Linked DNA regions of Mus musculus: region 2 is linked to region 1. The links are chromatin contacts, called in public HiChIP or PLAC-seq maps. All regions are on one chromosome and are shown on one strand. Each heading gives the region's core, a stretch centred on a gene start, on an enhancer-like site or on the middle of the called end of the contact. The rest is flanking DNA. Distances are from core to core; before and after follow the strand shown.

The links. HiChIP or PLAC-seq counts read pairs in DNA pulled down with a chosen protein or histone mark.
Region 2: a contact with region 1 is called in a FOXA1 HiChIP or PLAC-seq map of pancreatic cancer cells. The contact joins two enhancer-like sites.

What each region holds. Positions count from the first base shown.
Region 1 is chr11:112,613,129-112,619,560 of GRCm38.p6, reverse strand. No RefSeq gene overlaps it. Among named protein-coding and RNA genes, the nearest start is that of BC006965, 95 kb to the left of the region's middle. Within about 2 kb of position 3,765, at least 24 of the 459 cell types and tissues checked have an H3K27ac peak or open chromatin away from gene starts, as enhancers often do. A contact at or near this core is called in pancreatic cancer cells, where this site is marked.
Region 2 is chr11:113,006,267-113,012,698 of GRCm38.p6, reverse strand. No RefSeq gene overlaps it. Among named protein-coding and RNA genes, the nearest start is that of Gm39467, 120 kb to the left of the region's middle. Within about 2 kb of position 3,893, at least 38 of the 459 cell types and tissues checked have an H3K27ac peak or open chromatin away from gene starts, as enhancers often do. A contact at or near this core is called in pancreatic cancer cells, where this site is marked.

The sequences.
Region 1 (6,432 bases), core at 2,516-5,015:
GCATGTTTATGTGCACCTATCAGGAAGTGACGTAAGAAGCCAGAAGAGGGTGTCAAATACACTAGAACTGGCATTACAGGCAGCCAGGGGCACTTTGACAAGTGAGCCGGTTAATTGTTGATGTCAACACCAGCTAGGGTCACCTGGGAAGAGGGAACCTCAACTGAGAAAATGTCTCCATCAGATTGGCCTGCGGGCATGTCTGTGGAACAATACGTGTGGTGTGTTTTCTTGATTCGAGGTTGATATGGGAGGGCCCAGCCCTCTGTGGGAACGGCCACTCCTTAGGCATGTGACCCAGGCTTGTATAAGTATGCTGAGTGAACTACGGGAAGCAAGCCAGTGAGCAGTGCTCCTCCACAGTCTCTGCTTCAGTTCCTGCCTCCCAGTTCCTGTCCGGGTCCCTCTGACTTCCTTCAGTGATGAACTGGGGTTCTGACATGTGGCACCAACTTGGTTTGGGTCACTGTGTTTGTCACAGCAATAGAAAGCACCCTGAGGCACCATGGGTGCTGGGAACCCCCTTCCGTCTTCTAGAAGAGCAGCAAGAACTACTTAGCCATCTTTCCAGGCCCTGCTCTGACAGTGTAGCCTCAGCTTAAAGAATTAAGGGAAGGCTCTAAGGGCACATGAGTATAACCATTCTCTGTCCAAATGGCATATGTTAGTAGATACAATAAATAGCTATTTTTAATGGTATAACCCACGGGGGGCTTTTCTTCTCTTGGCTTCAAGATATTAACCTGTTTGCTAAACATCAGCGTTCCAGTGGGTGTCTGGTGATGTCAGGCTGTCATGTGACTGATGTTGAGAGACTTAAAAGCATCTCAAAGTTAAGACCTAAGCACATTTTTTAGGGGGGATGGCGGTGTCAATGTTGGGTATTGGACCTAATTCAGCGACTGTAGGAAAGTATTGGCCCATTATGCCTTTCCTCTAGGTTGGCCTCCAACTAGGTACGTAACCCAGGCAGGCAATGAACTTGCAATCCTCCCTTCTCTGTCTCCCGAGTAGCTGGCATTACAGGTTTATACCATTAACCCTGGGCTCCAACTCTTTCATTTATAGACGAGAATGAGAAAGCATGGATAACTTATGCTCTGGGCATACTTACGCTTATTGAGCCAGACAAGGAACGTGGTCAGGATGGCTCCTTTTGCTGCTGTTATTCCTATCTCCGCCAGCTATGGTTCAATGGTGGATGGAGGACGATAGGCTTTTGACTTTGTGACGTTTGATGCTGGTGGGAGAGACGAGCAGTAACCATGGGAGCATGGTGGAGAGTGGTACCTTTTCAGAAAACGACGACAAGTCAATCAGCGGTGGATGAAGTTGGAATCTAGAAGGGATAGCCGTGGCAGATTTTTCTAAACAGGAGGTTTCTGAGATGATCTGTCTTGGAAGAGAGATGAAGCCAGCTGTCACAAGCTCCGAGAGACTTCTCCAAGCAGTGGGATGGTGTGTGCAGAGCCTCTGAGGACAAAACAACCCAGGTGGGTTTTTTTTCTTTCAATTTTTTGTTGTTGTTTTAGAGTTAGAACAGTGTAACTTGAATCTAGTTAACTAGTGCCTGAGTAACAGAAAGGTTTACTGACTACTTAGCTGCACCCTACCCACCCAGTCTACAAAGCAGGCTCACAGACGTCTTGTGCTGGCCTGAACTCATATGTCCACTATATCTTTGTGGGACCACACTTCTTTGCCATGATGCCTTTCTTCTCACTCACCCATTTAGACAACAATCCCAGGACACAAACTGCTTGCCCACACAAGAAAACCCCAGAATTCACTCCATTGTTGTGTAAATGGTAGAGGACCATGTGATATCAGCCTGACCTTCCTATGGGTTGAATTGTGCTACCCCCAAGAGCTATGCTGACACCTTAACTCCAAGAAGCCAAGAGTATTAGGACTTAGCATAGTTGCAGATTATTGTGATTGTACATGATACTGGGTATGTATGGTTCTATATACAGGGGCGTGAGCGGTGAATGGAGGTGGACGATCCTTTTGTTTTGTGAACTTTAATGCTGGCAGGAGAGGCTACACCTGATCCCCCATGTAATATTAGAAGAAATTTAGCCACAAGGGTAGAGCTGTCATGGATGGGACTAGAAGTTCAGGGGGCAGGAGAGAAGGTTGTTTGCCTATCCCGTGAAGATATCATTAGAAGGTACCTGTCTATCAGGAAGGGAGCCTTTGCCAGCTCCCAAACCTGTTAGTGCTTTGATCTTAAATTTCCCAGCCCCTAGAACTGCAAGACACAAATGTCTGTTGCTTGTGAGTGACCAGTTTTATAGTGTTTTTATTGTAACAGCTCAAGTGCCCAGGCACACAGATTTAATCAAGTTAAGATGAGGTCATTAGGGTGGGCCCTCATCCAACATGAGTGGTGTCCCTATTAAAAAGGAGAAATTTGGACCCCGAGACAGCCAGGCACAGAGTAAAGACTGTTTGAGGGACAGACCGTACAATATCCTGTGGAGACTGTAGTGACAGACTGGGGCTGCAGAAGCTGGAACTGGCAAGAAGACTCTTTCCCTGTGGGTCACAAAGGTGATGTGGCACAGCTGACACTGATGTCACACACACACACATGACCTGCAGAACTATGACAGTGTATATTTCTGTTCTCATAAGCTACATATGGTATATTTTGTTCTGGAGGAAACAGGCATAGACTTTTCTCGTCTTTTAACTCTGCATATCACCCAATCTAACATGACTACCCACTATGTGGTCTTTTAAAACCTGCTCACTGTGCCTATACCAAAATGAGCCATACTTGCTGATGATGGCAAGCTCAGATGCTCTTTGCACTCTTTGAAGCCCCTGGCTTTCCTTTAGCCTTTGGCAGCATCTCTACAAGGCAGCTGTGCATCTTTCCAGCTCCTTATTCTATCCGCAGGCCATCTCACCATCCTTTCTATCTTCCTGAAATTCTGCTCCTTTGATACTCATGGCTTTAGATCATGTGTACCTTATTGCTCTTCCCATGGCCAGCAACCTGTCAGCTCTCACTCTCTCCTACTCTTGAGCACTTTGGTCATACCATGGGCACCACCACATTTATTATGACTAGGAATAGGACAAAAAATCCCAGCAGATGTTGCATCTCTCTCCCCACCTCCCCACTTGTTCTCTCTTTGTTTTTGTTTTTTTTTTCATCTTCTAAGGATGTTCTCCTCTTCCTCTTTGACAGCTTGCTCATTTCTCAGCTCTGTGCAGTTACTGTGGATCTTCTTGCTGGCTTCTCAAATCATGTGTGGAGGATCCCACTCGCCACTCACCATTTACCACCTTCTAGACAAATACCTCTATGAGCCTGACCTCAGAAAATTCCTTACTCTTTTTAGTCCTTGGACACACTGACCTCTGGGTTAATCCCCCCATTCTTCCATGTCTTCATTATCTTCTCTGACATCAAAACCATCGCATAAGCACACAGCCCCCACTGTTCCCTCCAGTCTGCAGATCTGAATATCTCCTCCCGGTTTCAGCATAGACACGTTCCTCCCATAAGTCTGGACCAGTGTTTTTGGGGCCAGCTGGAGAAAGACATGGGGTAGGACTGCATGGTCATGCCTTGATGTTTGACTATGGGCCTCCCATGGGCCCTTGGCAATCTCTGGCAATCTTTCTACATTTCCCTGGTCAACTCAGTCCTTCCACCCCAGGCCACAGTGTGACATCTCCTCTCCTGACATCCACCCCCTCACTCTCAGTTGATGACCTCACCTTGTACTCACTGAGAAAACAAGCAGGCAGCCACCTAAAAATGAGTCACCTCGTTACCTCTTCTAGCCCCGTGTCTTCTGCTTTCCCTGCAGTCAGTATCTAGATCCCAGCAAAGGGTACTATTCCACCCATAGCCACTGTAAACACGTCACCTCATCGGTGACCACTCTTGATTGTGACATGGTCTTTGCAGTCTAGTGTCCTTACCATCTATTGGTACTTACCATCCACAGTGCACTGGACTCCCCTTCTGGATCCCTGTCCCCTTCCTCTTAGCTTCCTCCACCTACAACATTTTTCTTTCTGCCATGTTAACAGAACTCTTTGAAATTGTTACCTTTAGCTCTGCCTCCCAGCTTCCGATCACCTTTGTCTTATGGGCTCTTCTTCACCCTACCTCACAAAGTTTCTGTCTCCGTTACTCATCTCCTACCTCAGGCTCAGAACCTCCATTCCTCTTCTGGTACTTCTTCAGCATTGGAAATGCCACCTTTCATTGTTTTTCTACTGTTTCTCCTGTCCCCTTGATAGAGTCATTTTCTCTTTCCTTTAGCTTTGATGCACTTCATTCCTCAGCCTGTAAATAATTGTGAATCCCAGAGCTCCTGGGGCTTTTCTCTTACTTACACATTTCTTACTTAACAAACCTTGCTATGGATCATGGCTTTAAATATCATCTAAATCTGGGTGACTCACATTTTTTATCTTTAACCCCAATCTCTCTCATGAATTCCAAGCTTGTATATCTAATTGACTATGAGATATCGCCACCCCAACATCTGATAGAAATGGAATTCATGACCCTCCCTCTGCTCCCTCGAACACTTATGTGTCTATCACAGGTTTTCTCATCCCAGTAGTCAACATGACCTTTTCCTACAGTCTGGGTCTTGTGCCTACGAAATACCATCGACTCTTCTTGTTTTCTTTATAACACAGGGGAATCAACCATCAAAATGGATTATTCTATAGAGTATATATTATAAGAAACAACGGGCTAATGTAGTATCAAACCCTAAATCATGGAATTTTGTGGATATCGTGTATCAAGAGGGATATGGGTGGAGGTGTTATTTTAAAATCTTGGCCAGCGATAGAGTCTGAGAAAAATGACAATAAACCAAAGTCGTCATATCATTTTACATTTCTTGTTGAGTAACAGGACATCTGACAAAAACAACTTAAAGAAGAAAGAGTTTCCTCTGGCTCATGGTTTGAAGGAATATAGTTCATCCTGGTGGGAAGGCCTGGCGAAGGAATATGGGCAGTTGGCATCCTTGCATCTATGGTTGGGAAACAGAAGTGAGTTCTGATGCCCAGAAATCTCTCTCCATTTCCTCTTTATATCCAGTTTGGGATCGTAACCCATGTGATGCTGTGACTCTCATTCAGTTAAACCTCTCTAGAAACAACGCCACAGATGGATGCTCCCCAAAGGACCTCTCCTAGGTGATTCTAAACATAGCCAAATTCGAAATAATTAATCCTGTGGCATTTCTTGAACTGTAAGGAGTCACAGCTCCAACAGCATCCAGTGGGGTGAACACTCCATGAGAACAAACAGCAAGCATCAGGTAACCAGGAGCACGCCTTCCTCCAGGGCTACCAGGTCAGAGTACCGGAGACAGAGAGAATGTTTCCCATTAAGCTGCCACAACAAAATCCTGCGACTTCATGGTTTGAACAACGGTAACTCATTTCCTCCCCCTTCTGCAGTCCGAGATCAAGATACAGTCCCGTTTTGTTTTTAGCAGGGAATCTTTTCCCAGCCTATATACAGACACCTTCTCATTCTTTCTAAGCTATTCCCTAATTCATGCAAGAGAGAGGTAGCTTTCTACCTTTCTCTTCTTCTTAGATGTCTAAGAGGCCTAAGTGGATGCTCACAGTCAGCTATTGGATGGAGCACAGGGCCCCCAATGGAGGAGCTAGAGAAAGTATCCAAGGAGCTAAAGGGATCTGCAACCCTATAGGTGGAACAACATTATGAACTAACCAGTACCCCGGAGCTCTTGACTCTAGCTGCATATGTATCAAAAGATGGCCTAGTCGGCCATCACTGGAAAGAGAGGCCCATTAGACACACAAACTTTATATGCCCCAGTTCAGGGGAATGCCAGGGCCAAAAAATGGGAATGGGTGGGTAGGGAAGTGTGGGGGAGGGTATAGGGGACTTTTGGGATAGCATTCTAAATGTAATTGAGGAAAATACATAATAATAAAAATATTTAAAAAAAAAGAGGCCTGTTGGATCAAAACGCCATCATTACAACTTTATTTAATCTTACTGCCTTCCTCAGAACTATTCCTGTATACAGACACACTGGGTGTTGGAGCTTCAGTGTATACATTCGAGAGATTGTGCTTGTCTGTATCAAGGGGTTATGGGAGGAATCAGAGGCCAGATTGTGAGATTTTCTTAGCCCAGGGAATGAAGAGTGTGTTTTATTCTTATTATAGTGAATGCTAATGGGCAGCTTTGAGTGGTCATATTCTATCATGGTATGACTTCTATAAACAAACAAAGCTGTCTGCCTGGTAGAGAATGAATTGTAAGAGATCAAGAGAAGAAACAATGCATCCAGCTAAGGGCCATACAGATATTCTAGTGTGATGCCTGGCAACTCTTTCCTAGAAAGGCTCAGATAGAAAATTGTTTAGACTTTTAAGGCCCAAAGTCTGTCACAAAGACTG
Region 2 (6,432 bases), core at 2,644-5,143, 390 kb before region 1:
AGCCAAACCAAGCCCTTCCTTTCTTTAGTGTCTTCTGTCACAGCGAGGAGAAAATGAACTAACACACTATGCTTCCAAATCCGGCTTTGGAAGAGGGTGTCTGTCGGCGGTGGAGAAGCACCCTCGGAATTATTTACCGATGGTTTGGGTGGAATTGATGTACCAGCTTTGGATCGGTGGATCTGGATACACGTCCTTGCTGTGTACCTGCGGTATCTGCAACCATCACCTTAGCCCATCTAAAAAAAAAAAAGAAGAAGAAGAAGAAGAAGAAGAAGAAGAAGAAGAAGAAGAAGAAGAAGAAAAAGAAAAGGGCTAACCTAACCTAACCTCCCTGGATGGCTGATGTTTTCCATGTACCATGAGTGCCCGGCTTTGTAAACACTGGGCGCCAGAGACTCCTTGCTGGTGGCCTAGTTCCACGAAGCTTGACCTGGTTTTTCCCCCTGGATCATAGTTTGCGATTTTCTTCATGACGTGGTTGTAGGCCTTTTTGAAGTGATCTACCCTAAACAAACCATGAGCAGGAAGTCTTCCGTGGAACAGGACCATACCTTTAAGCGTTAGGCCAGTGTCCTCCATCCAGGAACTCCCAACTATTCTGAACTTCCTTCTCCCAGAGAAAGATCACCTGGGGCCTCTGAGGACTCCTGCCTTCTGTAATGGTTAGAAAGAAAAGTGGATGCTAACCTAACCTGTGTTCTCTGACCATGGCTCCTTCAGGATGTCTGATGGCCTCCTGGAGAGCCCAGAGGAAGGAAGGGCCTCCTGCCTTGGTGTAGGGTAGCCCTGCCAGTTTCCAAGCAGGACGACCTTAGTCTGAGCCCCTTTAATCCGACAGCTGAGTGCAATGAGCCAGGGACCAGGCCCCAGAGGCGGGCTTTTGTGCCAGGCACTGGTGTTCTCTGTCCTCTCTGGGTGGTAGGGAGGTGGCTGCCTGGCACTTCAGAGCTGGCAGAAGATGGGAAACAGAATGTGGAGGCACAGGCTTCAACTGGTTGCCCACTTCTTGGCGGGACCTCTGTTGGTCTGAGCCCATCAGGTGAAGGCAGGTTGGAGAAGCTGTGACCAACCGCCTGCATTTCAAGCCTCGTGCTAGCTCTTGGCACCCTGTTTCTCTCTAACTCTCCGTACCCTATTTCTCAGTCAGTCCTGCCCATCTGCCCTTAGAATAACTAGAAGAAGGTGGCTCTGGAGGAGAGACAACATTGGGGTCAGATGAAGCAGCTGTAGTACTCTGTGCAGCCACTTGGATGGGGTGGCTCAGCAAGAGTTACTGACCTTCAGTTTCTTCATTTGTAGATGGAGGGAAAATCATCTAACATGCTCCTGGAGAGCTGAAATAATGTTACCGAATCTGTAGCCTAGAGCCTAGCACTCTGATCAGCCAAGAGGAAAGGCATCCGATACCTTGTATGTCATAAGCCTCTACATGCTAGGCTGTGTGCCCACTACCTTAGAGCCTTCGTCCTGTGGAGCCACCTTGGAGTTGAGTGACCTGAGGGTGTCTGCCCTCTTATTGGAAGAAGCCTGCCTAAGCTCAGCCAACTCATTCTGGAGTCCCTGATGAATGAGTCACGGGATCAGGCTGGCAATCAGACATCTCGCTGTTGACCACTGTTCCTGGCAGCAGCTGGGACCAGAAGGTGACCCACTGTCCTGTGTACAGACACATTTACTGGAAATAGTTGAGACTTAACATGATCATGGGAAAGATGACCCAGCCAAAAGGAAATCTCACCCTCCACACCCCTGCCTGCCCACGGTACACTCCTGAGCCTGTCTTTCAGGCTTGCATATTGATTGCCTCCAGTGACACAAACTCCATTGACTGAGGCCCTCGCATGCTAGCCTCCTGGTTCTAGAGAATCTGCTACCAGCCCAAGGGACAGGGCCTGAAGACCCTTGTGATTTCTCAGGGAGAATACCCCTGGACAAACTTGTGTGAGTTTCTGTCTAGTCAGGCCGCATCAAATGGAGCTAGCGGGGGTGAGCTTTAGGTTCTAGACTCTAATGCAAGCAATAGCTCCCTCCCAACTCCTGGATTAGTCTGCCAGTGGACTTTTCATGGGTGGGAGAGTGAGTTAATCTGCTGTCACTCCAGGCTGCCTTATCTATATCTGTGAAGCCCCCTCTTCTGGCTTCGAGTTGTATGGTATACAATGCCCCCATCACTTTGTTTGAATTTTTAAACTTGAAACTGTGTGCATGTGCGTATGCAGATGTGCATATCTGTGCACACGTGCAGAGGCTAGAGGAACAGGTCCAATATCTTGTACTATCAATTCTGCCTTGAGACAGAGTCCTCACTGACCTAGGAGTTAGGCTGGCAGCCGGCAGCCAGCAGCCAGCAGCCAGCAGCCAGCAGTCCCAGTGATCTTTTGTCTCCACTCCCCACAGCAATGGGGTTACCTGTGCACATGACGACACCCGGGTTTTATGTGGGTTCTTATGTTTTTCTCAGCAAGTGCTTTTAACCACTGGTCCATCTCTGCAGGCCCTGAATTTTTGGGGAGTGGGGATTGGGACAGAATCTCAGATAGTCCAGGCTGGCCTTAAACTCGCTGTGTAACCAAGGATGATTTGGAGCTTGTGGCCCTCCTAACTCTACCCGCGAGGTATCAGGATTACAGTGATGCTTACTTTATGTGATGCTGGAGATTGAACCCAGGGCTCAAGGCAAGCTAAGCAAGCACTGTACCAACAAAGCTACATCTCCAGCCCCGGTCCACCTGTGTCCTTAAAAGTCTTCCTCCCCAGCCCCAGAGCTCCTTGAAGGCACAGTCTGTTTGTTTCAGGTAACTCCAGGGCCCTTGACTGATGGGACAGGATGGCTAGGTGCTAGAGACTAAGCTGAGAGCTTATTTTGCTAGACACAGTACGGGTTTAGGAGGCCCCCTAGTCTTCTGAATGTCCTTAAGATGTTGCAGACTCGTAACATATCCTGAACTTGCTGAGTGCGTTTTGGGGGTGTCTTATGAGTTTTGCCTATACTGGGAAGCATGAAGTGGGTGGAGCAGTTCCATTCTGAGAGAATGTTCCGGGTGCCCCACGGGAGGAACCCCGAACTGACAGAAAGTGAGAAGCCACTGACAGCCCAAACGTAAGCTGCCCTGCCTTGGTGGGTGGCTGGTGGGTGGGTGTGAGGTAACTAGCTCAGGAGAAGCTGCAGTGGCTCTGTGTGGGAGGGGTGCATGGGAGGGTTGTGTGGGAGGGTGGCCACACCTACCCACTCAGCCAGCAGGAGTCAGCTCCTGGCTTAGTCAAAGCATGAGAGTGACAAATATCATCTAAGTTACCAGGTCCTGGGGACACAAACATTACTCGGGAGTCAAAAACCTGAGTTATTCATCATCGGGGACCTTCTCCCAGCAGGGCCCACAGCCTCTGGGGTTTTGTATTCCAAAGTGGAAGATTTGAGGTCACTTTCTTTTGGAGGAACGGCCAGGGGGACACCAGAGCAATTGTAGAAGCCTAACTACTCTCAGGATGGCAATCTTGCCTTCACTGACGGCCTTACCATGTGCCTTTATGCCAGCCACTCAGGGTCTCTGAATCCTTCCTATTGCAAATGGACAACTGTGCCTCTCAGAACCACTAGAGTTATGATAGCCCTGAGGTCTCAGGACAGCTACTCAAAGGTATCTTCTCCCAAACACGGGAAGAAGCCCAGGGCTGTTGATTGTTTGGAGTGGTGCTTAGGAGGGGTCAATGTGAGCACCACCCTGAAGCTCTCCACTGCTTCCCTTTAGCAGGATTGTCTAGAACTCTCTCTAGATCAAAACTTTGCTTTTGTTTATTTGCTTTGGCTTCTGATGGATACAAAGGGCCTCGTGAGGGTGAGGGGTAGGGAGCCTCCTGATAGCTGGGCAAAAAGCCCAACACTCCTGGCCTGGACACTCCCTCAAGGAAGCAAGGGGTTGTGGTGACCAGCACACTGCATGTGACTTCTCTGCAGACAGATGGACATGAGGTTTGGCAAACTTCCTGCGCCAATGACCTATTCAACTCCCATGGAACAGCCTGGTCCTGCCCCCAGGGGTGAGCTGGTCTGTTTGAGCTGGGCCAAGTTCTTGCTGAACCCGTGACAGAGTCCAGTCCCCAGTTGGTCTTGCCCCCGGTCATAGCCATCCTGAAATACTCTATAAGCCAATAGCACCATCTCCCTAGGGCCTCAGACTTACTCCAGATCCTTTGTGTTAGAGCACTGCTGATTGTTTTTGGAAGAAATAACAGCTTTATGCCTTCCAACCTGAGTATATACTACAAGGGAAGATATAGGAGAGATTGATGAGTAGATTAATATAAAAATATCAAGAACAAAAGGCCTATGTGATGTCATAGACTCTGAGTTATTCCCTTGGATCTTGCAATATAGTGTAGCAAGGCTCAGAACCACTAGGCTAGTGTAGGAAATTAGGAGTCTCCAAGGCGTCTTAGTTTTAGGGATCCCACCCAAGAACATTAAAGCCCACCCCACCCCACATTAAATGTAATTTCATAAGGGAAAGGGGAATGGGGGAAGGTAATAACTTTTGGTTGGTTCGAGAGTTAGGAAAAAAAATCTAACCTTGTGATTCCAGCTTGCTTTCTTTCTTCCTTCCTTCCTTTCTTTCTTTCTTTCTTTCTTCCTTCCTTCCTTCCTTCCTTCCTTTCTTTCTTTCTTTCTTTCTTTCTTTCTTTCTTTCTTTCTTTCTTTCTTTCTTTTTTTTTCTCTTATAACTGAGAGTTGACTAACGGCCATAGCAGACACTGCTATTTTGTAAATAGGTAACTTAAAATCTGTAATGGGAATTAAAGTTCTCTGTATTTGGGAACCAATAGTTTCCTTTCCTTTCCTTTCCTTTCCTTTCCTTTCCTTTCCTTTCCTTTCCTTTCCCTTTCCTTTCCTTTCCTTTCCTTTCCTTTCCTTTCCTTTCCTTTCCTTTCCTTTCCTTTCCTTTCCCTTTCTGTCTGTCTGTCTGTCTGTCTATCTTCCTTCCTTCCTTCCTTCCTTCCTTCCTTCCTTTCTTTCTTTCTTTCTTTCTTTCTTTCTTTCTTTCTTTCTTTCTTTCTTTCTTTCTTTCTTTCTTTCTTTCTTTCTTAAAAAAAGAGTTTCAAGTGTTTCCATGGGTCCTTGAAAGCCTCCAGTTGTTGACCACTGCCTGCGTCTGCTCAAAAAAGATCTTGCTAGATTCAGGCTGAGGTTTGCAAGTTTTGTGCAACAGGTGACTCGTGTTGTGTGTGTGTGGTGTTCCTGTGCACATGCATATGAGGTATGTGGGTGCATATGTGTGTTCCTGTGCACGTGTGTATGAGGTGTGTGTGTTCCTGTGCACATGTATATGAGGTATGTATGTGTGTGTGTGCATGTGTGTATATTCCTATGCACATATATATGAGGTTTGTGTGCCTGTGTGTGTGTTTCTGTGCACATGTGTATGAAGTGTGTATATGTGTGTGTTCCTAGTCATATGTGTGTGAGGTATGTGTATGGATGAGGTGTGTGTGTGCATGTGTGTGTTCCTGAGCACATGTGTACGAGGTGTGTGTGCATATATATGAATGAGTCTAGGTCTATTTCTCAGGTACTGCTCACCCTTTTCTGAGATAAGCTTTCTCACAGACCTAGGGCTAGCCAAGTAGGTTAGGCTGGCTGAGCAGCAAGCCCCAGGAACCCTCCTTTCTCCCATATTCTCAGCCCTTGAAGTACAAGAGTGCACCACCTCTCTTACAGGTTCTGGGGATCAAACTCAAGTCTTTGCACTTGTTTACTGAACAGTCTCCCCAGTTCCCCGCAGTATGGCTTCTTCGAGCCTCACTTTCTCCATCTGTAAATGGGGCTAATTTGCTCTCCTATTTCTACAGTTGTTGGGAAGGTTAGCTGTGATAATGAAGGAAAGTTCATAGTCTGGGGCTTGATTCTACTTATAATAGAGTTATCTGATTAAACATACTAGCATTAAAAATTCAAATGAACAAGACAGGTGGTTCTAGAATTTGGAAAACAAAATATTATTTGAATTCTGATGACTTTCTCCTAGTCTCCAGTAAGAGCCTGAAAGCACAGATCTAAATATACACATATTGTAATTACAAAGGGCTTCTTTCACTAAGAATTCAGGATAATTTCACTCTGTTTTAGGTTTGCCTTTGAATGCTTTGTGATGAAAGGATTAAGTAAGAATTAATGATGTAAACAGTATTGGATGGAGGAAGGGAGGTTATTTGGTCTACTTGAAGTAACAAGTTTTTCCAACCTTTAGAAACATCTCCTTACCAGCAAATTAGCGTTAATTAGTGCAGTTTCTTATCAGATCCACAGAACCTCTTCTTGGCTACAGCCTCAGAAGGACCTTGAACTTAAAAATAACCCAGGAATTTCTACTTCTGCATCGATCTGGGACCCAGGGCCTTGTTCACCCTGAACAGCCGTCCTCACTGAGAGCTGAC